Regions from separate parts of the Mus musculus genome. Here all the other regions are linked to region 1. Evidence: chromatin contacts called from public ChIA-PET, HiChIP or PLAC-seq and promoter capture Hi-C data. All regions are on one chromosome and are shown on one strand. The core of a region is the stretch at or near the end of the contact, and the rest is flanking DNA. Distances in the headings are between cores, read along the strand shown.

Region 1 (2,820 bases), core at 109-2,608:
GACTACAGTGCTCAACCTACTGAGACGAGAAAGTCTGAGGGTCAACACTGGGAGAGACCTTGAGCTCTGGACTTCTAAGTCCCAACCATACCCCAAGTTCCACAGCACCTTCTGGAGTACCATGCCCATTCTGTGTACCCCCTGCAGTGACACTCTTGGGGTTACCAAGAGCCCAGACAGACTCCACACAATTGTAACTGTTGTACAATGTTATGTACCTCATCCAATGCAGCTTCCTGGAGACTCACTAACAAATAGAAGACAAGCTCTAAAGAGACATAATGGTAAGTGCTGCAGGTTGGGAGAAGTAAAGTAAGGCAGGTCCCAAGACCTAGTGGGCCTGGGAACCTAACATGGAAGGCACCACTGAATGCTCAGAAGGTCCCAGACAAGGACCTGCACCCTACCCAGGCCTCAAGTATAAGCACAGCCCAATTCCAGAGCCCCAACATACCTCCAGCTCCTAACAGCAACTTGACCCTGAGCCTAGACCCTGTCCCGAGGCTCACACTCAATAAACCGATGTCAGCCCGGGCCTCTACCTCCTCTCAGCCTCACCTTCTGGCTCCAGCACCCTAACCCACAGACCTAGACTCTGACCCGGGCCTTCTATCTCCACCCAAACCACTAGACCAGCACCCGCTACTCTACCCTGACTCCAACTGGAACCTAACCCTGACCCTCACCTGGACCTGGACCTGCACCTCCACCCCTCAACGCACTCTCAATCCAATCAGCACTCGGAGCCACACAGACCTTACCATTGACCCTGATCCTCACCTTCATCTGAGACTAATCCTCATTTCGACCCAAACCCTGATTGGCATCCTACAACGCCCCTCACACTACCCGGTCCCTCAACGCGATCCTCACGCTACCTGGTCACTCGCCTTGATCCGGCCCTAATTCTGACTCTCACCCCGAAACGAATCCTACTCAGACGCGCATCCTACCTCGACTCTCACCCTACCCGGACCCTCACTCCGACACTCGCTCGGTCCCGCACTTAACCATAACCTTCAACACCGTTACCCCAACCCTCAACCCGTCCCGCCACTACCCGGACCCTTAACCCGTTCCGCACTCTACCCCTACCCTCACCCCACCTCAACCTGACGCGCACCAGCCCGCGCCTACCTCGGTGATGATGTCGTGCAGGTAGCGGAACGGTGGCTTGTTGAGCAGCTTCTCGGTGAGCGGCGGCCTCCGGATCACCTTGCCCAGAGCCTCCTGCGTCCGCCGCACCACTGCGGCGTTCATGGCGCTGCCGCCCGCGACCGCTCGCGCCCCTCCTCGCGCGCCGCGCCTCTGCCCGGTGCCCCGAGATGCCCGCCGTCCCGGCGCGCCGGTCTCCCATCCCACAGTGCACCGCAGCTCGCCACCGCGCTTGCGCGTGCCACCAGCACCCGGTCTCTAGGGCCGCGCGGCCTTGGCAACGGACGCGCGCCCGGCCCCGCCCATCCCCTCCGGCCTCTCTAGCTGCTCTGGAGGACACACGCGCTCCGCCTCTGTGGCTGCTTGAACCTGAGCCTGCTCCGCCAACCCGGCGCACCATAGGGCGCTGCACAGCACTGCCCAGAGACCTGGCATTCTGAGTGAGAAAAGAGCGACCATTTGATATTTCTAAGGAGAGCATTTACAGTAACACCCACCAGGAAAATAACACTTCACATAAACTTGGAAAAGGACTTGACTCCTTTCATCCCTTCATTCCTGTTCCCTGCCCAGCATCCCCTGCCTTAGGTAATCTTTAAGATGGTGCCAAGGGGAAGGGTTGTGTCCTTCCACATTTTCTGTGCTCTTGGTTCACCAGAGCGGGCACAAAACTGTGAAGGAGCTAGGCCCTTAGGCTAGGATGCTGCAGCTTTCTGCTACACACACACACACACACACACACACACACACACTTACTTCCCACCTCACCCTCACCACCACCCGAGGCTATGCAGGAGATGCTTCTACTGGATCAGGTGTTGCTGCTGTGCCTGAGGTCTGGAGCTCCTCTGCCCAAACTGGCAGAACCCCAACTAGAACATTGCCCCTGATCTCTCTACCATGGCTACACCCCGAGAGCCAGAATCTTCTTTAAGAGCCCTCTCACTCTGAGCCCCAGCTGGAGTTGGTCTCTGGGGGAGTTCAGAGAGCAGAATTCAGAGAGCAGAAGTCCTGTCTCTAAACACCGCCCCTAAGAACATACCCACCTAGCTCCTACCCTAGAAAGTTCACTCTGAGCAGAATCGTGATGTAGGTGTGGAATGAAAGCTGGAGCCAGCAACTGGCTTGTTTGTGATGCTGGACCAGGTGGTAGGAACTCAGGGTTTTACTTGGAAGATACCTCTGACCTTGGGAATTCTACTGAGGACCTGGAGCCTATGCCATACAACAAAGCGAAGATGATGCTTTATCCTCTCACAGCTTGTGGAGGAGGGCAGAACAGTAAGTGGATCCAAGAACACACACACACACACACACACACACACACACACACACACACACACACGAAGGCCAGAGTACAGTTTTGGCTGCCTTTAGGAGGGCTAACCAACCAGAAGATCTTCAGTCTATCTGGGTATCAAAGTTTTTTAGAAGATCCAGGACAGCAAGTATTGTCAACCAACCCTCTGGGGACTGACCTAGGGGAGGTAACTTTGAAGAGTATAGTTCTATCTTCCAGAGTCTCACCCCTGCCTTTGGTTCAGCCTACCCACCCCCATACTGAAGAAAGACATTCTTCAGTGGACAACATTCTGGTCACCAACGAAGCGGGTCCCAGAAGATATAAGCAATTCCTGGCTTCAAGAAAGATATCTGGAACCCAGA
Region 2 (2,760 bases), core at 252-2,751, 450 kb before region 1:
GTACTTGGGTACTCGAACCAACAAGACAATAGAGTAATTCCCAGAGGAGCAGAACAGGAGGCTAAGATCACTTAGAGGGCTGAGCACAGAGCCTCAGTTCAGGTTCAGAATCAGATCAGCAGGAAGCTAGCACTACTGAGCTAGCCATGTTTTCTGCTAATGGCCAATGGAAAGGAAGGGAGTCTCAAATGCTTTTTCATGAGGAGGTATTGAGAATGAGACTCTAGGACACACACACACACACACCAGGAAAAAGTGCTGTTGAAGCAGGTCCTTAACTTCCTGCAACCTCAACCCCCAACCCCAGGAATCTACAAATAAAACTGCATGTCTTAGGGGAAGATGGTGATGACTCAAAGCAGATACTTAGAGATGCTTACTGAATGTACCCATCTCCAGCCAAGCTCTACAGAACAGTAAATTATTCAGAAGTCTCCAGTGACGTGCATGAGCCACCCACACAAGTGTCACAAGCGAGAGTAAGACAGCAACTACATACAGTCTTGCAGGGCTGGCAGGCTAGTGTCTCTGGTCAGGAGTAGAGTAACTGAGTCTTTGCCAGGCAGGTAGGGCCTGTGTTGCTATTGCCACATTGAGACACTAGACCTGCAGCTTTCCTACTGGAAAAAGGCAGTTTGTAAGGTAAAATGGAAAAGCCCAAGTTAAAATGAGGTGCTTCAACTTGATTGGACGTGTTAATTGGGGTGGTCAAAAGGGGGCTTTTAATTGCTGGACTTGAACACTTTGGTAGCTGGGCCTTGGTAGTCGGCCTCTGGAGGAGGAATTGACCAAGTAACCTTGGAGGCTAGCTTTAGGGATGTAATCTAAGGGTGTTTTAGCACAGCAGAGGAAAGGGGAGAGAAGGGAGCAATTCAGAGGAGCAGGTCTGGAGACCATCAGAGAACTAGACAGAGCTTCTGGGCCTGGAAGAGGGCCAGGCAAAGACTCGGTGGAAGAGATCCTCTGCCAGAGGAGGGAGCTAAAGCCTCGGTGTGGAGGTGTGGAAGATGAAAGTGCAGGCAGGTGGCCGGATAGTGATGAGAGGGAGAGCTCAGGAGGCAGCTTGGGTTCCTGGGCATGGATTTAGACACCAGTTGCCAAGAAGATCTGTCTTCCTTGGAAGTAAGAGAAAGGCAGGTTCTGAGTTGGAGGGGGTGGGAATATGAGAAAATTTCCAGACCTAAACCAGCTAGCCCTGTGGCCATAACCTTGCCAAGCGCCCATTGGCCTGAACATGTGCTACTATACATGTGGATTGACAGCCTGGGCCAACCAGAGAAAGGTCTGGAGGACAGAAGGATCTAGTGACCCCTCATTGCTAGAATCTGTTTAAGATGGAAGTTTTGACCTCCTTCCTGGGCCCAAATGCCCCAGCAAAGTGGGTGACATTCTGAAAACACAGGCTCAACTCCCTGAAGCTGAGTCAGAGCAAGAGCCCTAGATTGTTACGGCCTCTGAAGTGAGTCCATACTGCTAAACCACTGACACTGTGACTCTGTGACAAAGAGAGTGGGAAATCCCTGCTATGATTCTAATTCCACCACCTGACAAAGAGTTTGCTCATATACCTGACAGAGGCCTCTGCTAATTACAAGCGTGGCAGCAGACTGGTGGATTAGTCTGCCCTCAGGATGACAACCTGGTAACCCTCACAATCAGGGCAGAGCTTGGACCAGGCAGTGTTACAGCAGCCTCCATGATGTTGAGTCATTGGGAATTCCAAAGACAGAGCAGGGCCATTTCCTATGAGTTAGGTGTAGATCCAGAGCAGGGAGAAGGGACAAAGGAAACCCTGGGCTCTTTGGACAGTTATATCAGATAAAACTCAACTGGAAACATAACTAGAGCCCAGAGAGGAGCTGGCTGCAAACCTGTTGCTAGTGTTTGGCCAATAGGGTGTGGCAGAGAGGCCTGAGTCAGGATTCCTGGAAAGAATGGATATGCCTTCCCTCCTTAGAAGGAGCAGTGCTCCAGTGGACAGTTGACCCAGGGCCCTGACCATCAGGCCGAGGCCTGAGCTCACAGGAGTGAGATGGATCTCACTGAATCCTGAAATTCCAGGATCCAGAAGGGATGTAAGTGGTTCTTCCCAGGAGTTTTGCTTTGACAGGAGAGAGCAGAGGATGGCATCTGCTTATGAAGGACTTCAAAGGTAAAAAGAAGACTCATCTACTGCCAGCCATGAGAAGCAAGTCACATTTGAGCAGTTCTGATTGGCCTTGGGTGCCCATGAGAATCTCTTCCTGAATTCCAGCATAGAAAACACAGCTAGGTAGGCCCACACTAGAAACAGACATCATCTTGTGAGCCTCATTTCAAGTCAGCCATTGGCAAGGCTGTACTCTGCAGGGAGTGGATGGCCAAGTGTGTTGTGGCAGTGCCAGTGCAGGGTACCCTGCAGAAGCAGCTCCATGTAGCTTTCATCAGGCCTTTGAAACCCGGGGATGTGTCATTCAGCCCTCTTGAACAGGAGGCCCACTGCAGCCCAGCCTGCGTCTCTCTGTAGTTCCTCATAGTTCTTTGTATCCCCCACTGTCTGCAGCACTTGCTTTGTGATTGCTGCATGTTGTCTTCCTGGATTATATATTATTGGCAATGTCTTGTTCAGTGATAGATTCCAGGTTTCCAGAGCAGTAATTGGCACTTTCTACATTGCTCAATAAATAGCATTAAATCCAGGAATAACCACACACTGCTTTTGCTCCTATGTCTCTGTGGTACTGTATGGTGCCTCCAGTATTAATTTCTGTTGAGGATTGC
Region 3 (2,835 bases), core at 290-2,789, 440 kb after region 1:
CAGGTTCCCTCCCTAGGCCTACAGGTTACAGCTCCAAAAGCCTCCTTGACTGCCCAAGTTTAAGTAGGGACATAGAATAAACATTATAAAACAGACAGGGGAAAAAAGCCCAGCAATTCTCAGCAAGGAACTGACATTTTACAAGTCTGTCATTGGAATAAAAGTTTACTTAGCCTTCCTAGCACTTGGAGGAAGCTCCCCCAGTCAGAGCAGCCTTGCCTCGACTACTCTTCCTTAAAGACCAACTAACTACAGGATTAACTCCTACCTGGAGAATGAGTGGCTGAGGCTCAGTTTTTATCAAGGTCTCACAAAAGCCTGCTAAAATGGGAACCTTGGGTCTCCCCCTCTCTCTGGTATCAACTCCATAAAATACATGGTTTCACAGAGTACAATTTACTTTGAAATATTCCCACTAATAAGCAACCACAGCCATGGATAAGGCGCGCGGGGGTGGGGGGGGTGGGTGGGTGATGCAGGCTTGTAAGCCCGATAGTGGAAGGGTTGAGACATGAGAATCCTGAGAGCAAGGCTAGTTTGGGTTATGGATCCTGCCTGAACTCCCAGACCCCAAAACTATAAACTACACAGGCTGTAACAACCAAAAATCCCCCAACTCCCCGGTGCCCAATTTTCAATCACCGTCGTCCTCATCCACTGTCCCTACGTAAGTTCGGGAAGTAAAATATGCGTAAGCACCTTGCCCAGACACAAGTGGCTTCTGGCACCCGCCGAAGTGGATCTGGGGCCCTGGATCCTAGAGGAAGGTGTTCCTGAGGTCAAGAACCTGTAAACCCTCCAAGCCACTCATGGCAAGGTGGTGCGGCTGGATGAGGACCCAGGTGCTGTACTCGGTAAAACACCAAACCAGCAGTTCCCTGTGAAACTCTACACCACCCTCAGATCTCAGACCTCGGTTGGGTCCTGGCCAGAGCCAGCCAGCTGGGCAAAGCCTGCCTAAAGACCATCACTAGGGGTGGAGGGAGAGCCCACTCTCCTTTTCGTCCTTGAGAGGAACATTGGAGCATAAAATGTACTTTTCAGAGCTCCGCCTACGGACACCTTACACTCAGCCAACCACCTGATGGTAGGCAGGAGCTGCCCTATATCAGGATTTTCGAGTGGCCCAAGCCCACTCGCCTCTACTCCAGCAGCACCACGGTAGCTGAAGGGGCCACTGTCCTTGACCTTAGAACCAACTGAGGGACCCAGGCGGCGGTTGCTGGCAGGCACAGGTCTGAATCATGTCTCCCTCTTACCAGTCTTTGCGCCTCTGGACTCAGACAGTCGATTTCCTTGTTTTGCGCGCCCTCTGGGCTGGTCATGTTGCCGAAGTGAAGTGCAGACCAACTTCCCACCCAAGAGTTCGCGCGGAAGACCCGCTCCCTAGTCCACAGGCAGAGGGTTCTCAGTGAGGCCACATTCTGGGATCCAGGAAAGCCGTCCAGGCAGAAGTAGAACTTTCAACGATCCCCTGGGCGCACACGCTCGGACGCCCAACTCCGAGGTTCCCTAGCTGGGGTGCGGCCGGCGGGGCGGGGCGCAGGTGGCTCCCGGCCGGGGGCGGGGGTGGCAAGAGAGGAGCCGGGGGCATACTCCGCCCCAGCCCCGCCCAGCCTCTCCCCACGCCCCACCCACCCTATGCCCGCCTCTCCTTCCTTCCCAGCCCCTTTCCCGCGCTCTTTCCAGGGGGTTGTACCCCTTCCTCTATGGTTCCACCCAGCCTGTGTCCATCTGCTTCCAACTTTCCTTCCTCGCAGCCACATTCTGCCACTTTAGTCGTCGGCTTCGCCCACGATGGCACTCTCAGCCAAAGCACTCCTACCATGAGGTCCACTCGGGCCCGCCTACCCGGGACCCCAGCTCCTCCTCCGTAGCCCCACCCACGCTCCTCCTCTTGCACCGCCTCAGAGCCTCCGGAACCGCCTCCCTCCCCTCCAGACCGCTCCTGGCCAGCAAGCTGCTGTGCCATCAATCACCACCCAGTCCCTGCGGCAGACACCGGAAAGACTGAGGGAAAGACCCTGGGGACCCCACCCTTGGCCACGCCCTGGCCGTCCCCAGCTGAGTCAGCGCGGGAGACCAGCCCAGGCCTAGGGAGGCGCGCCTTCGGTTAGGACACGCGTGGCTTTAGCTGGAACCACACCGCATGAGCCTCTGCCAGAGCGCAGCTGCGCCCGTCACTACTGTCTTCCGAGCCGGCACGGCTTTGGGGACCACAAAGCTACCGCCCATGACCACGCTGGACAGGAGCGAGAATCAAGCGGAGGTGACAGCCGCGATCCGATAGGGAGCGTCGAGGAACTAGTATCCACGCTGGACAGTGACCCGACTCGCAGCACGCGCCTTCCACGTCCACTGGGCAGGAGCACCCCTGATTTAAACTTAAAGCCAAGCGGGCAAGCAACCAGAAGGTTCCAGTGTTGTGCGCTATGGACAGGAGCACATGGCCTGGGTGACCTGTTTTCTCCACCCTAGAAGAGCCTTCTTCGGGCTCAAAAGGAAAATCAGAGGGCCCCCTGCCTTGTTTCTCTGTACTGGAGACTCCAGAAAGATCTAGAGAAGCCAGTCACATCTGAGCCCGGCTGACACGCTTTTTTGGTAACAAGGAACCAGTGTGCGCTGGCTTATGCACATGTGGGGCAGCAGCATTCTGGTACTAAGTCTCTGGGTAGTGCTTCGAAGGACTGGGTAGACCAGAGAGTAGACACAGAAAGACGAGTTCTAGGGGGCAGGATGGCCTGGACCAAAGGGATGAAGGGGACCTAGTTTGAGGAGTACTATGCAGGCCGAAAGAAAATGGGTACCAAGCTTTGGTGAAGTGTTTCAGATGAG
Region 4 (2,920 bases), core at 391-2,890, 470 kb before region 1:
CGACTGCAACTTGAGCCCCTCATTCCCAGGGCTCACCCAGATTTGCCACATGCTCCGTTGTCAGTATTCAGCTTCATTTCCCAGATATTTCTGTCTGTACTTCCTATAAAGCACTTTCCTCTTGCTCCCGTTAGCATCACCACCCTAACGGAAGCAGCTGGTAGACATAACTGGGGACAAAATAGCAGAAAGTCTTGCCATGATAGCAGCCTGGAATCCTGGGGTTTATTCCTTCCTCTCTGCAGAAAGGAGCTTGGTCAGGTTACAGACACTGACCTGTGATGCCCAGAGAGTAGTCTACAGAGAGTCCTGGAAGAACTGGCACATGTCATGTGTAGTCCCTTCCCCATGTCTTAGACATGCTCTTTAATAAAGTCAAGCTCAAGCTGGAGAGATGACTCCATCCTTAAAGGCTAGGCTCACAACCAAAAACATAAGAGTTAAGTTCCCAGAACCCATGGCTGTCTCTCCAGCCACCAAAAAAGTACAAAGAAAAAAATAAAATAAAGCTAGGCTTTTTCTTCACACATGGGAAGGAAATGATCACTGAGCTTATAGCCTCCAGCCTGGCCTGGACACTGCTGGGCTGCCTAGGACACTGCTGCCCCCTGGGGGTCACAAGGCAGCTGGTAATGTCTGCTGCACTGTCTGTCACCTTTGATATTATAATGAGCCAATAGTAAAGATGTGATTCTCCAGCCAGAGCTGGTCTGCACAGGACTACAAGCCAGGGTCTCGGCTTTGAATAGTGATGCCTCTCAGGCATTCCTTTAACATTTGAGAACTATTTAAAGAATATAGCCCATGCTTGGTACCCACCTCAGCAATATCTTCACCCATATAAAAGAGGTTTAAATCATCTATTTCTGAGAGTGAAGCTTGTGGAAAGCTGGAAAGAGTTGTTCCCTCTCTACTGATGATCAGTATCAGTTAGCAGATGGTGATGAAGGTATACACACGGACACACACACACATGTGCAAGTGCACACATGGACACACATACCAATGTGATTTTAAAGAATGGTAATGTGTTCTCCTTTGCCCAAGCCAGTAAGACAAATGGTTGGCCCTGCTTTCTGTTTTGAGTGGAAGCTAACAGGCCACCTTTCTGTTACCTGGGACAGACCTAAGAGTTCGTTTTTACGCCTTGTGTCCTGGTCTCATGTAACTACTCTCAGTCCTTAGTAGGCTTGCAGTTAAATTCTACGCATAATAGAACCACTCATTATAGTTTCTGTTCCGTTTCATTTTCTGATTGTTAGCATAACTCTTAGCTCCAGTTCCACTTTGCATGGTAAGGGAGTCAGTAGGTTAGGATGCTCACTGTCAGCCCAGGTCTGTTAGAGCAAGTTAAAAGGAAAGGGTTACTGGTGGGTACAACATGATATTTCTGGTCATTTGCTTTTATTTGTGTGTTTACTATTTGGCACATCTCAAAAAGAAATGTGTGACAGCAGTGATAGTGACACAGGATGTGGCTCACTGGAGGAGTGTTTTCTCCACAGGTGGATAGCGACACCATATGGAATGAGGTGCACTCGTCTGGGGCAGCCCGCCTGGCTGTAGGCTGTGTAGTGGAGCTGGTCTTCAAGGTGGCCACGGGAGAGCTAAAGGTCAGTCAGCATCGTGGAGCTAGGCCACACGAGGAAGTCTGCCCACTGCCCTTTGCCCTCTGTGAGGAAGCTCCTGTCCAGGATGATGTGGTCATTCCCGTGCTGTGAAAAATGCGTTGTTCACATTCTGTGATGGATCTGTAGAGCCCTCTAACCTTCCCAGTGGCTGAGGAGCCTAGCAAGGTTTTGTTCATGTGGCCCATCTCCTCAGTATCAGCAGTATTAAAATTAAAATGAGACCTTTTAATGGCTGCTGGATTCACACCTGAGTTACAACAGTGTAAACTGATGGAGAGACACTGGGATAAGACAGAGTCGAAAGAGAGTATTTTGTGATCTTTGTGAGAAACTTGATACTTCTCTGACCTGTGTTAGTGTTGGCATATGGCAGATCTTTAAAGCCAATGCAATGTGAACCTTGCAGCCTCCTACTTATGTAGTTGTCTGACCCACAGGATGTTTACTGAACCAGACAGCAACTGTCCCAGCACACTGAGCCCTAGCAAAAATCAAGTGCCCTCCCATGTCAGGGTGCCTCTCGTTTACATAGGGGCAGGCAGCTCTGAAGGCTGAGCCCCATCACTGGCAGCTCCTGCCCACCCTCTTCCCAGAAGTAAATGGCCTTGTCTACTTGAAAAGTGGCTTAGATCTCCCCAAATTGGAAGGCCAGAAGTACTGACATCATTACAAGGAAAATGAGTATCCTGGAGAAAAGAGGGACTATCTCAGTTCACAGTGACATGCAGAAAGGCTTCCCAGAGCTAGCCCATACATGGCCTTCCAAACTCAGAACCACCACACTGTCTTCCTACTCACCACAGTGTGCTAAAGGATGTGGGCCTGACAGTGGAAGCTTGTATGCACTGTGGAAGCTTTTCATGAGGATGTTCATGGGGAAATGCCCCTTGGGAGTTCATCTGCGCTCATTGTGAATGCTGTTATGTCTTCATGCCATGCTCAGCTGCTGCTCAGCACCATGCACACAGTTGTCTGCTCAATGCAAGAGGCAGGTGGGATCTGAGATGTGTTAGACTTAACTGCTTGTTAGAAGCCAGTGCCCGGGACTCAACGCAGAGCGCAGACACAGGGTTGAGGAAGTGAGTTGGCAGTCTGTCTTTTAGGTCTGCTTCCCAGCCTTACCACTGCCATGTCCTGTCCTAAGGAGCCAGCTTAGCAGTCCAGCACCCTTGTTAGTAGTCAGCCGACTTTTTTGTGCTCAGTTAAAGCTTCATCACTTCTTGGTGTTGGTGAAGAGTCAGAGGCCTAATTGAGTGTTTTTACAGCAGCAGTCCCAGGGGTGTACCGTT
Region 5 (2,700 bases), core at 21-2,520, 470 kb after region 1:
GAAGGACAGAAAGAGGGAGAGAGAGATGGACTGGCAAGAGAGAGAGAGGGAGAGGGGGAGAGGGAGAGAGAAAGATGAAGTGTGAGTGCGAGAGAGGGAGGGGGGCAGAGGGGGCAGTCCTTTTATGTACACCTGGCCCACCTGGTGGAGGAGGCAAGTGATGACATAAGCTGTTGCTAGGTTCCTAGGGGGAGCCTACTAAAATCACCTGTAAGCTAACAATGGGGACTTTTTGAAACAGAACTAAATGCATTTTGTGTTATGATGTGGCCACAATGTCCCCCATAGGCTCAGATACTTGAAACTTGGTCCCAGTTGGAGCTGATGTTTGAGGGGCAGAGGGGTTAGGAGGTACAGTCTTGCTGTGGGAGGTATATCATTGGGGCAGGATCTGGCTGCATCCCTGGGGGCCAGATCTAGGAAGTACATCACTAGGGGCAAGGGTCTGAGTGTTTGCTGTCTCACTGTGTTCCTTTCTCTGCTCTATACTTGCAATTTGCAAATGTAAGCTCATTAGACGTTGGTGGCACACATCTTTGATCCTTAGTACTTGGGAGGCAGAGGCAGGCAGATCTCTGAGTTCAAGACCAGCCTAGTATACAAAGTGAGTTCCAGGAAAACACAGAGAATCCCTGTCTTGAAAAATAAACAAACAAACAAACAAACAAACAAACAGAAAGTGAGTACTTAGCTTCCTGCTGTGGCCACCGTGCCTGCTGCTTGCAGCCACGCCTCCCTGCTGTGATTGACTCTTTTCTCTCTGTAGTATGGCTGACACACAATTCAGTGGTAGAATGCTTGTCTATTATGTGTAATGTGCGGTCCCTAGTACAGTTCAATCAATAAAGCAATCAATCACACACAATGAAAAGAATACTTTTGTCTATGGGGATCTAGATCTTGAATAGGTCTAAGAACAAAACACATCCCCTGGTAACCTAGCTGACCACACCTTGCCTGGATACAGGAGACTAAATGAGGAGACTCTGAGCTGCTAGCTGAGTGACTCTGGAGAGGAGTGGGTCTCAAAGACATCAAGGGTCACGTCCCCAAATAGTGACTCATACTATAAAATAACAGCCAACACGTTGAAATGCCTTCACATTTAAGAAGAGTTATTCATAAACGAAAACCATCTAAATATCTAAAATACCGGAAATTGTGGAAACACATTGCTCTGGCATTTATGGCCGATGTTTTGTCTCCAGTCGTCCCCGGGTTAAGATTTGACTTCCACTGTGCCAGCCTTTCCTTCACTAAGTTCCTGGATGACTGAGTTGTTTGGTCATGAGTGTGTGAGTCATTTCCTCTGTGAACAGACTGGCCTTGAAGTTAAAGAGTGTCAGCACTGTCAGACCAGAACAGGGGATCAAAGGCAGAGCCTGGAAAGGGGGTGCGTCCTTTATGCGCAGAGATATGCGATTCTTGGGGTTCATGGGAGTAAACTCAGTGTAAACTCTCAGGCAGGTCATAGGCCTCCTGAATTGAATCCCAGTTTTCAAACAGAAAATGGGTGGACATAAATACGCCTTAACACTCCTTTCAGTTAATATTTCACTTAAATATGGCCAGTATTGAGCGAAAGTCCCGTTCTGATATGAATAGGTGGCTTGTGATATTCTTTTCTCTCTCCTCTGCTGGGGATCGAACCTGGGACCTTGTGCATGACAGGCAGAGTCTCTAACAACTGAGCCACATTCTCTGCCTAGAATGTTTTTAATTTCTTTCTTTTTAAAATTGTGTGTGTGTGTACATGTGCAAGTGCGCAGGTGCCTGCAAAAAGCCAGAGTTACAGGCAGATGTGAGGCCTCACACTGGTGCCAGGAACTGAACTTGGGTCCTCTGCAAGAGCAGTGATCGTAACTGATGAGCCATGTCTCCCATCTTCATATAGGATGCTTTTTAGTGGGTTTTTGATGGAGTCAGGCAGTGGGTAACAGCTGCCCTCTACCCAGCACCCAGCATGTTCCTCTGCTCCCTTTACCAAGACTCGGCCACACCCTTGGAGAGTAGCCTCTAATAGCTGCCACTATCCAACACACCCCCGTGGCAAGCCAGGCTGGGTGACAAAACTCAAAGGAATGAGGCTGCAGTTACATATGACTCTAAACACTAAGGCCGATTCAGAGCTGTTTCTAGAGAGACACTTCTTGCAATTGCTTCTCTCCAGAGGCGCCCATGGGGGAGTCAATATACTGGCTGCTCCTGGTCCTGGTCCTTGAGACTTGGCTTAGGAAATAAGAGCCTAGGCCAGGGAGACAGGCTTCCCTCCAGGTGTCCTCTAGGGCTGCTGATCCAATAGTGAGCACATGTGGCAGGGTGAGATCACCTGCTGGGATGCTATCAATGACCCCATGTCACTACTGAGTGAAGTGGGGCCACATAGGGAGCCATCGCTGTGGTGGTCACCAGATCTATACTAAAAGGCTTCCGTGTTATAAAACTGTATCGATGGGGCATGGAGCATGGCACAGAGCAGCACCCTATTCCCCCCTTTTCATGGCAAACCAAACAGTACTCTCCTTGGAGAGTTCCCAAGGAGAGTGCAGGCACAGAAGAAAAGGAGGTAGACTACGTGAGCCTGAACAGCTTTCAGAAGTACAATCGGCCAACTCTCACACCCATCTTCAAGCATGTAATTCAAGAACTTTCGGTAAATCCATGAGTGGTGCACCACCCCACACGCCCTGGTGGCAAGCC
Region 6 (2,862 bases), core at 86-2,585, 420 kb after region 1:
CCCTGGGAATTTTGGCAGATTGCTAGGGCTGGGTCTGGGGCTCAGTATGGAATACCTAGCATATATGAGAACCCGGGTTCAATCCCCATTGCTGCCAAAAGGAAAAAGAGAAAGAAAAAAAGAGCAAAGGACTGTGGGAAAATCAGGGTGAGGGGATAGTAGAGAAGCCTAGAGCATGGGGAGCAGTCTTGGAGGGGGTGCTCCCATAGGACTCTTGGCTCGGCAGATGACAAGAGCTACCCTCTGTAACCCTAAGAAACAGCAGCCTCCAGCCACAGAACTATCTACCTCTCCATGCAACTACTCTGTGGCTCCCACAGTCAATGGGAAGGGTTAGCAGGGCCCTGCACACAGTAGGCCCACAAGTGTCTACTGAACGAGCAGAAATGTTTCACAGAGAAAATGATAGCAGGAGGTCTGAGAAATAGCTGGGACTTGGTTATTAAAATAAAAATTAAATATTCAGTCCAAATAAATTGGCCCAGTTTGTACGATGCAGCCACGTTAGCCGAGGAGCTCAAGTTGGGATGGTTCCCTGGGCCTGGGCGGGGCCCGCTCAGAGGTGCGTGACAGTGGCCTACAAAGCAGTAGGCTCTTTTCCTATTTTCCATTTGTGGGCCCAGATATTTGTCTCTGGTGAGTTTCCTGAAGATGTTTCCTGGTGGGAGCAGCCAGACAGGTGTTTACCTGGCCTGACTCCCCTTAGGCCCACATGACCCTCGGCCAAGAGACCAGGAGAGGGAGGCACGTCAGTTAACTCGAGGGGCTGTGAATCACAGTTCATGTGGTAAAGCCCAAATAATTAACGCAGAACCCAGGACCACTTATTTTCTGATTTTTGAAAAATAAACCTGCTCAGAAGGGAGACAGATGCTAGGAAAACACTGACCCCAAGCTTTTCCCAGAGAACTAAAAGAAAAAAAACACACATAAGGCCAGGTGGTGGTGGCATCCGCTTCTAATTGCAGTACTTGGGAGGCAAAGAGGCAGGGGGATCTCTGTGAATTTGAGGCCAGCCTAATCTACAGAGGTAGTCCCAGGACAGCCAAGGCTACATAGAAAGACCTTGTCTCAACAAACAAACAAAAACCACACAAAAGTACCAACTTCTAAATGTAAAATCACAAAGACTAAACACATTACACTTTTGAAATTTTTTCATTTGTATTTGTAACCGGAAAGAAAAAAATGAGTCATTTTCCAATACTGGGTTACTTTTCTGCTCATAGCTTAGCATAAAGGAGACGCTTGCCAAACCTATCTAAAGGTCACTCTGTAATCACCACAGGGTAGGGGTGAGGTCCCTCCCTGTGGTGACTGCCCTGACTGCCTTCCCCACACTGGGGCTCTGGTTACCCCTTTTAGGCTGTGGCTCCCAACACTCTACAGCTACCCACACGCTATCTCCAAGTTTCCTTCCCCAAATCAAGTCTGGCCACATCCCCTCTTCTGCTGATATATTTCCTCCTGGGATGGCAAAGCCCCCAGGCCGAGGATGGTGAACATCTTAAGCTGTGGATCCGCCACCCCTACAGTACACGTGACAGGTTTGGGACTTGCTGATCTGGAGGAGGAACCTGCTGGTCTTAAGAGAATTTGGAATCCCAAGCTTCCATCTGAAGTTACACAGACAATGAGCATCAGCTGGGGTCCATTAACAGAACCAGAACCTGTACATGGAGGACGACTCCAGCAGCTGGTCTCAAATCTGCATGGCCAAGCTCAGTAGCATGTGGCTGAAGCAAATACTCCCCCAGAGGGATCATTTATCAGTTACAGGAAAGGTTGTGAAGAAGCCAGGACCCTAACGTACTTACAGAGCCCACACGCTGGCTGTTGGAACAAAATTCTGACTCAAGGTTTTAAAAACCCACAGTAGACAAGATGAAGGGTTGAAGGTACTGATGACCACCCCGGTCCCCTAGAACACATTTATTTGTTCCTGTGGCTACTTATTCCAAAGTTTACACTAACCATTGATAGATACTAATAAGCCTCAAAGCAATTTTGTTTTTAAAGGAAAGAAGTTGACCAATTAAATTAAAAGAAAATCATTTTGGTCTTTTCTGGTTCTAAGAGGATCCAGACCCTACTCCCCCGCCCCCCAACGCCCTGTTAGAAGCCCAAACCCAATCCTCTCAAGCTCCTCTCAGCTAGAAAGCTGTCCTAGGAACTACGACTAAAGGGCAAGCTCTCAGGCTGCGAGCATCTCTCTGGCTCCATTAGGTCTCCAGTTGGACAGCCATGCCTAGCATCTGTGCTAAGTGCACACCAGGGCTAACCTGGAACAGATGTCCAGCATTCATGCTGTGTGCACTCTGGGGCTAATCTGGAACAAGAACTACAAGGAGCACACGCATTCCAAGCTGGAGCAACACTAAGGTGACAATGACGAGAGCAGGTGCCCAACAGCAGCAGGTACGCTGTCTTCACAGTCCTGAAAGAGAAAGAGCCAACCTCGGAACACTCAGCCCCCATTACCTCTTTCTGCTGCCGTTCCAGCTCCTTCATCCGGATCTCTCGAGCCTCGGCTCGGGCTGCACGCTTCGCTGCGAGCCTGGCCTCCGCCTGAAACAGACCCAGAAACCTTGTTAGAGAACAGACCAGGCAACTTCCGGGCATGTAGTTAATGACACAGTAGAGAGAAAATCTTGTTTAGGGCTTAACAAGCACACTGTGTGATTCACAGATGCACCGGAGAGGCAGGGTTGTCAGGAGTAGGAAGAAGGGGAGCTCCGCCTTTATCTAGTTTCAATTAGCTGGGTGGGGTCCACCAAAGTCCAAAAACCTTACATGGGAAATCTCAGAAATAAAGGATTATTTAAACATGTCCGATGCTGAGCCGCGTGATCAAATCCGGCA
Region 7 (2,702 bases), core at 85-2,584, 400 kb after region 1:
CTTGCACCCCCCAGGACACAGTCTGCCATAGAGGGGGCACCAGGGCAGGAACTTGGAGGTAGGAACCATGGCTAGCTTTTTTATAAAACCCAGGACTGTCTAGGGATGGTATCGCCTACAGTAGGCAGCACCCCCTACAGCAATTAAAATCATCTTTTACAGACCAACATGGTAAAGACAATTACTCCATTGAGACTCTGGTTTCAGGTGATTCTAGGCTGTGCTGACAGTTAACACTAATTAGGATGGAAAGGCTAAGTGGAGGTGGGGACGGAGTTACAGAAGAATGGGAGTGGAGTGGGGAGTGGTGCTGGAATGAGGTGGAACTCCGTCCCCTGCCACTTACATTCGGGCTGATGCATCTTGGCTCTCCTAAGAATTGTATCATTGGGAGCCCCAAACCTTTAGTCTTAGCCCTTGCAGTAGCCTATGGACACAGAGGTATATTCACGTTTTTAAAGGGGAATGAACCATCACTTCCTTTGTTTGGTGACTTTTACTCTTCGGTTGCACCACCCTGCCCCCAGTGTGTAGCACTGCCTCACTTCCTGTCTGACAGATGCAAGATGCAAAGCCTTGAGGGCTGCAGCTGACTTTTGCATTTTCTTCTGTCTTTGGCTCCTGGTAATTACTCCTGGTGAAATACTAAGCCGGGGGTATTTTCCAAGAACCAATATGGACACCAAAAACTATGTCCTATTATGGCTGGGGCAGCTCAAACCAAGCAAAAACATATGCCTTTCAGGGGGCTACTTCATCTGAAGGAGTTTATTTCTGCCTACTTGCCCCAAGTCAGGAGCAGGAGCTGTGACGTGGTGTTAACTCCATCTTTTAACCCCTGCCTTGCTGCACATCCTACTGCATGGGTCTCCCACAGAGGCCAGGATGGAGAGGTCACTGTATCCTTGTTTGTTCCAAGGACAGAGGGTGACAAACCCAGCATCTTGGTGCCTAAAAAAGCATAAAGAAAGAATAGAATCAGCCCTGTTGTTTCTAAGATTCAGGTCCAGCATTAACATAATGCTTTTCTGTGTCCCAGGGCTATGTATGCACTGGGAAGGTGGGTGTGCAATTTGGATCGGCTTTTAACAAAGTGTCAATGAAGCATGTCCAGCTTTGCTGGTGGGAAGAAACCCAGAAGCTCCTGTTCAGACTTGTGGGTCTTCCTGCCTGAGAGGGAGGAGTAGTCAGGAGCAGGCCTGGGAGAGGGACCTGGCAAAGGCTAGTGACCCTCCCACTGACTGAAGAATTTCCTGGAGGCTGCCCTGCATTTGCAGAGGGGTCACTGCACCTGAGAACCATACCCAGGAGGCTCCCCAGTTAGTGTGGAGGTACCTGGCTGTTGTGAGGTGCCAGGTTGAGTTGGGAGGCCAGCCAGTTTTCCACACATCTTTGCGCTGACCTTTGCTCACTAAATGACAACAGAAATAATGATCGAAAGATCTTTAGGGCAACAAATAAACAAACAGGTGACTGGAGAAGGGGAGGGGGGACATCTACTGATTATCTCTGCAACAGACTTAGCAGCCTTCACCGGAGGGAATACAGAGCTCTGCTGGATTGATGCATTTCTCACAGTAGCACAGAAGGGAAAGTATGACCACACCTCCAGTTCCCCACATCACAGAGATCACTTCTCTTGCCTCACAGGCTGCAGAGACCAAGACATACAATGCATGCCTCTGTGAGGAAATAACAGCCAAACTTGTTTCATGTGTGTAAATTTTCCACAGATCTGGAAAGTGCACACACAACAAAAGGATCCGAATCTGACTTCAGTCTTTCCAGTCACAGAAACCATGAACATTCCCACATCATGACCTCATCTTGATACTTAAATAAATCCAAGGGCCACGCCTAGTGATGACAAATCAGCCACCCCAGACAGTCATTGCTGGGGCAGCGGGGTGGGGTGGGGTGGGGTGGGGTGGGGTGGAGGAGGTGTTGTTAAGAATCTTTGAAAGTAAAGCTACAAACTTCTTTTGATTGCAAACACTCCACTTATTCCTCAAGTGTACAGTTGACTATTACGCACAAGAAAGAGGATTCTACACTAAAACAAATCCAATGAGCTCATCTATGCAAGTGCTGTATCTTGGGTCTGCTGCATTCTGGGATGCAGGAACCAATCCTGGGCAGTATAGTGTTCAGGAACTGAGTTCTAAACTATGTATTTATGTCTGAGCCCAGCAAAAGAGATTGGCCTGGACTGTCTGCACTTTCCACTCATGGCTTTCAAAATGTGGGCCTCCCTCCACCCACACTGATGCTATAGCCTGGGTGTGTCTCCCTACCACAGCCAAAACTGTCTGGTCAGGTGTGGTGCATATGATACACCTGTAGCCTCAGCACTTGGGATGTGGAAGCAGTCGGGATAGGAATTCAAAGATATCTTCAACTATATAGTGAATTCAAGGCCATTTGGGGATAGAAGAAAAAAACCAAGGGGCTGGGGAGGTGGCTCAGTTGGTAAAGTATTTGCTATGAGGCATGATGAGGACCTGAGTTTAATCTCTAGCAACACATTTTAAAAAGAAGAAGAGGGACGAGGAGAAGGAAGAAGAAGAGGAGGAAGAAGAGAAGAAAGAGGAAGAGGAGAGAGAGGAGGAAGAGGGAAGAAGAGGAGGAAGAAGAGGAAGAGGAGGAGGAGCAGGAGGAGGAGGAAGAGGAGGAGGGTGGGGGAAGAAGAGTAGGAGGAGGAA

Evidence for each region. Promoter capture Hi-C pulls out the DNA fragments that hold promoters and counts their contacts. ChIA-PET counts read pairs in DNA pulled down with a chosen protein or histone mark. HiChIP or PLAC-seq counts read pairs in DNA pulled down with a chosen protein or histone mark.
Region 2: an HNF4G HiChIP or PLAC-seq map of pancreatic cancer cells shows a contact between it and region 1. The contact joins the enhancer-like site here to the promoter of Traf3ip1 in region 1. A contact is called at or near these places in 7 of 39 promoter capture datasets (the 3T3-L1 cell line, cranial neural crest, frontonasal cranial neural crest and 3 more) and 2 of 115 datasets of contacts at active chromatin or transcription factors (embryonic forebrain and pancreatic cancer cells).
Region 3: an RNA polymerase II ChIA-PET map of memory CD8 T cells shows a contact between it and region 1, with 34 read pairs. The contact joins the promoter of Lrrfip1 here to the promoter of Traf3ip1 in region 1. A contact is called at or near these places in 3 of 484 Hi-C or Micro-C datasets (B cells and embryonic stem cells), 3 of 115 datasets of contacts at active chromatin or transcription factors (memory CD8 T cells, pancreatic cancer cells and pro-B cells) and 2 of 9 other capture datasets (adipose tissue and liver).
Region 4: a promoter capture Hi-C map of liver shows a contact between it and region 1, with 2.8 times the contacts expected there. The contact joins the enhancer-like site here to the promoter of Traf3ip1 in region 1. A contact is called at or near these places in 9 of 39 promoter capture datasets (the 3T3-L1 cell line, 3T3-L1-derived adipocytes, cranial neural crest and 5 more) and 3 of 115 datasets of contacts at active chromatin or transcription factors (the NIH/3T3 cell line, embryonic limb bud and pancreatic cancer cells).
Region 5: a contact with region 1 is called in an HNF4G HiChIP or PLAC-seq map of pancreatic cancer cells. The contact joins the enhancer-like site here to the promoter of Traf3ip1 in region 1. A contact is called at or near these places in 2 of 39 promoter capture datasets (pre-B cells and stem cell-derived epiblast-like cells) and 1 of 115 datasets of contacts at active chromatin or transcription factors (pancreatic cancer cells).
Region 6: a FOXA1 HiChIP or PLAC-seq map of pancreatic cancer cells shows a contact between it and region 1. The contact joins the enhancer-like site here to the promoter of Traf3ip1 in region 1. A contact is called at or near these places in 3 of 39 promoter capture datasets (the C10 cell line, HPC-7-derived erythroid cells and pre-B cells) and 2 of 115 datasets of contacts at active chromatin or transcription factors (large pre-B cells and pancreatic cancer cells).
Region 7: an RNA polymerase II ChIA-PET map of memory CD8 T cells shows a contact between it and region 1, with 16 read pairs. The contact joins the enhancer-like site here to the promoter of Traf3ip1 in region 1. A contact is called at or near these places in 3 of 39 promoter capture datasets (the HPC-7 cell line, HPC-7-derived erythroid cells and pre-B cells) and 4 of 115 datasets of contacts at active chromatin or transcription factors (the HPC-7 cell line, large pre-B cells, memory CD8 T cells and 1 more).

The regions. Positions count from the first base shown.
Region 1 is chr1:91,493,206-91,496,025 of GRCm38.p6, reverse strand. Traf3ip1 (TRAF3 interacting protein 1) reads right to left here and starts at 1,358. Exons shown (of 15, transcript NM_028718.2): 1 at 1,138-1,358. The coding sequence starts at 1,260.
Region 2 is chr1:91,940,457-91,943,216 of GRCm38.p6, reverse strand. The region is part of intron 24 of Hdac4 (histone deacetylase 4); the gene reads left to right. Among named protein-coding and RNA genes, the nearest start is that of Gm46242, 62 kb to the right of the region's middle. Within about 2 kb of position 1,501, at least 23 of the 459 cell types and tissues checked have an H3K27ac peak or open chromatin away from gene starts, as enhancers often do. A contact at or near this core is called in pancreatic cancer cells, where this site is marked.
Region 3 is chr1:91,052,148-91,054,982 of GRCm38.p6, reverse strand. Lrrfip1 (leucine rich repeat (in FLII) interacting protein 1) reads right to left here and starts at 1,539. Exons shown (of 25, transcript NM_001310732.1): 1 at 1,260-1,539. The coding sequence starts at 1,325.
Region 4 is chr1:91,960,146-91,963,065 of GRCm38.p6, reverse strand. Hdac4 (histone deacetylase 4) reads left to right here. Exons shown (of 27, transcript NM_207225.2): 18 at 1,506-1,613. Among named protein-coding and RNA genes, the nearest start is that of Gm46242, 82 kb to the right of the region's middle. RefSeq lists an enhancer at 1-138. Within about 2 kb of position 1,640, at least 15 of the 459 cell types and tissues checked have an H3K27ac peak or open chromatin away from gene starts, as enhancers often do. A contact at or near this core is called in liver, where this site is marked.
Region 5 is chr1:91,022,736-91,025,435 of GRCm38.p6, reverse strand. It overlaps a transcript of Lrrfip1 not described here. Among named protein-coding and RNA genes, the nearest start is that of Lrrfip1, 29 kb to the left of the region's middle. Within about 2 kb of position 1,270, at least 143 of the 459 cell types and tissues checked have an H3K27ac peak or open chromatin away from gene starts, as enhancers often do. A contact at or near this core is called in pancreatic cancer cells, where this site is marked.
Region 6 is chr1:91,068,269-91,071,130 of GRCm38.p6, reverse strand. Lrrfip1 (leucine rich repeat (in FLII) interacting protein 1) reads right to left here. Exons shown (of 25, transcript NM_001310732.1): 2 at 2,482-2,568. Among named protein-coding and RNA genes, the nearest start is that of Lrrfip1, 16 kb to the right of the region's middle. Within about 2 kb of position 1,335, at least 38 of the 459 cell types and tissues checked have an H3K27ac peak or open chromatin away from gene starts, as enhancers often do. A contact at or near this core is called in pancreatic cancer cells, where this site is marked.
Region 7 is chr1:91,094,508-91,097,209 of GRCm38.p6, reverse strand. All of the region lies in intron 12 of Lrrfip1 (leucine rich repeat (in FLII) interacting protein 1), which reads right to left. Among named protein-coding and RNA genes, the nearest start is that of Lrrfip1, 42 kb to the right of the region's middle. Within about 2 kb of position 1,334, at least 126 of the 459 cell types and tissues checked have an H3K27ac peak or open chromatin away from gene starts, as enhancers often do. A contact at or near this core is called in the HPC-7 cell line, memory CD8 T cells and pancreatic cancer cells, where this site is marked.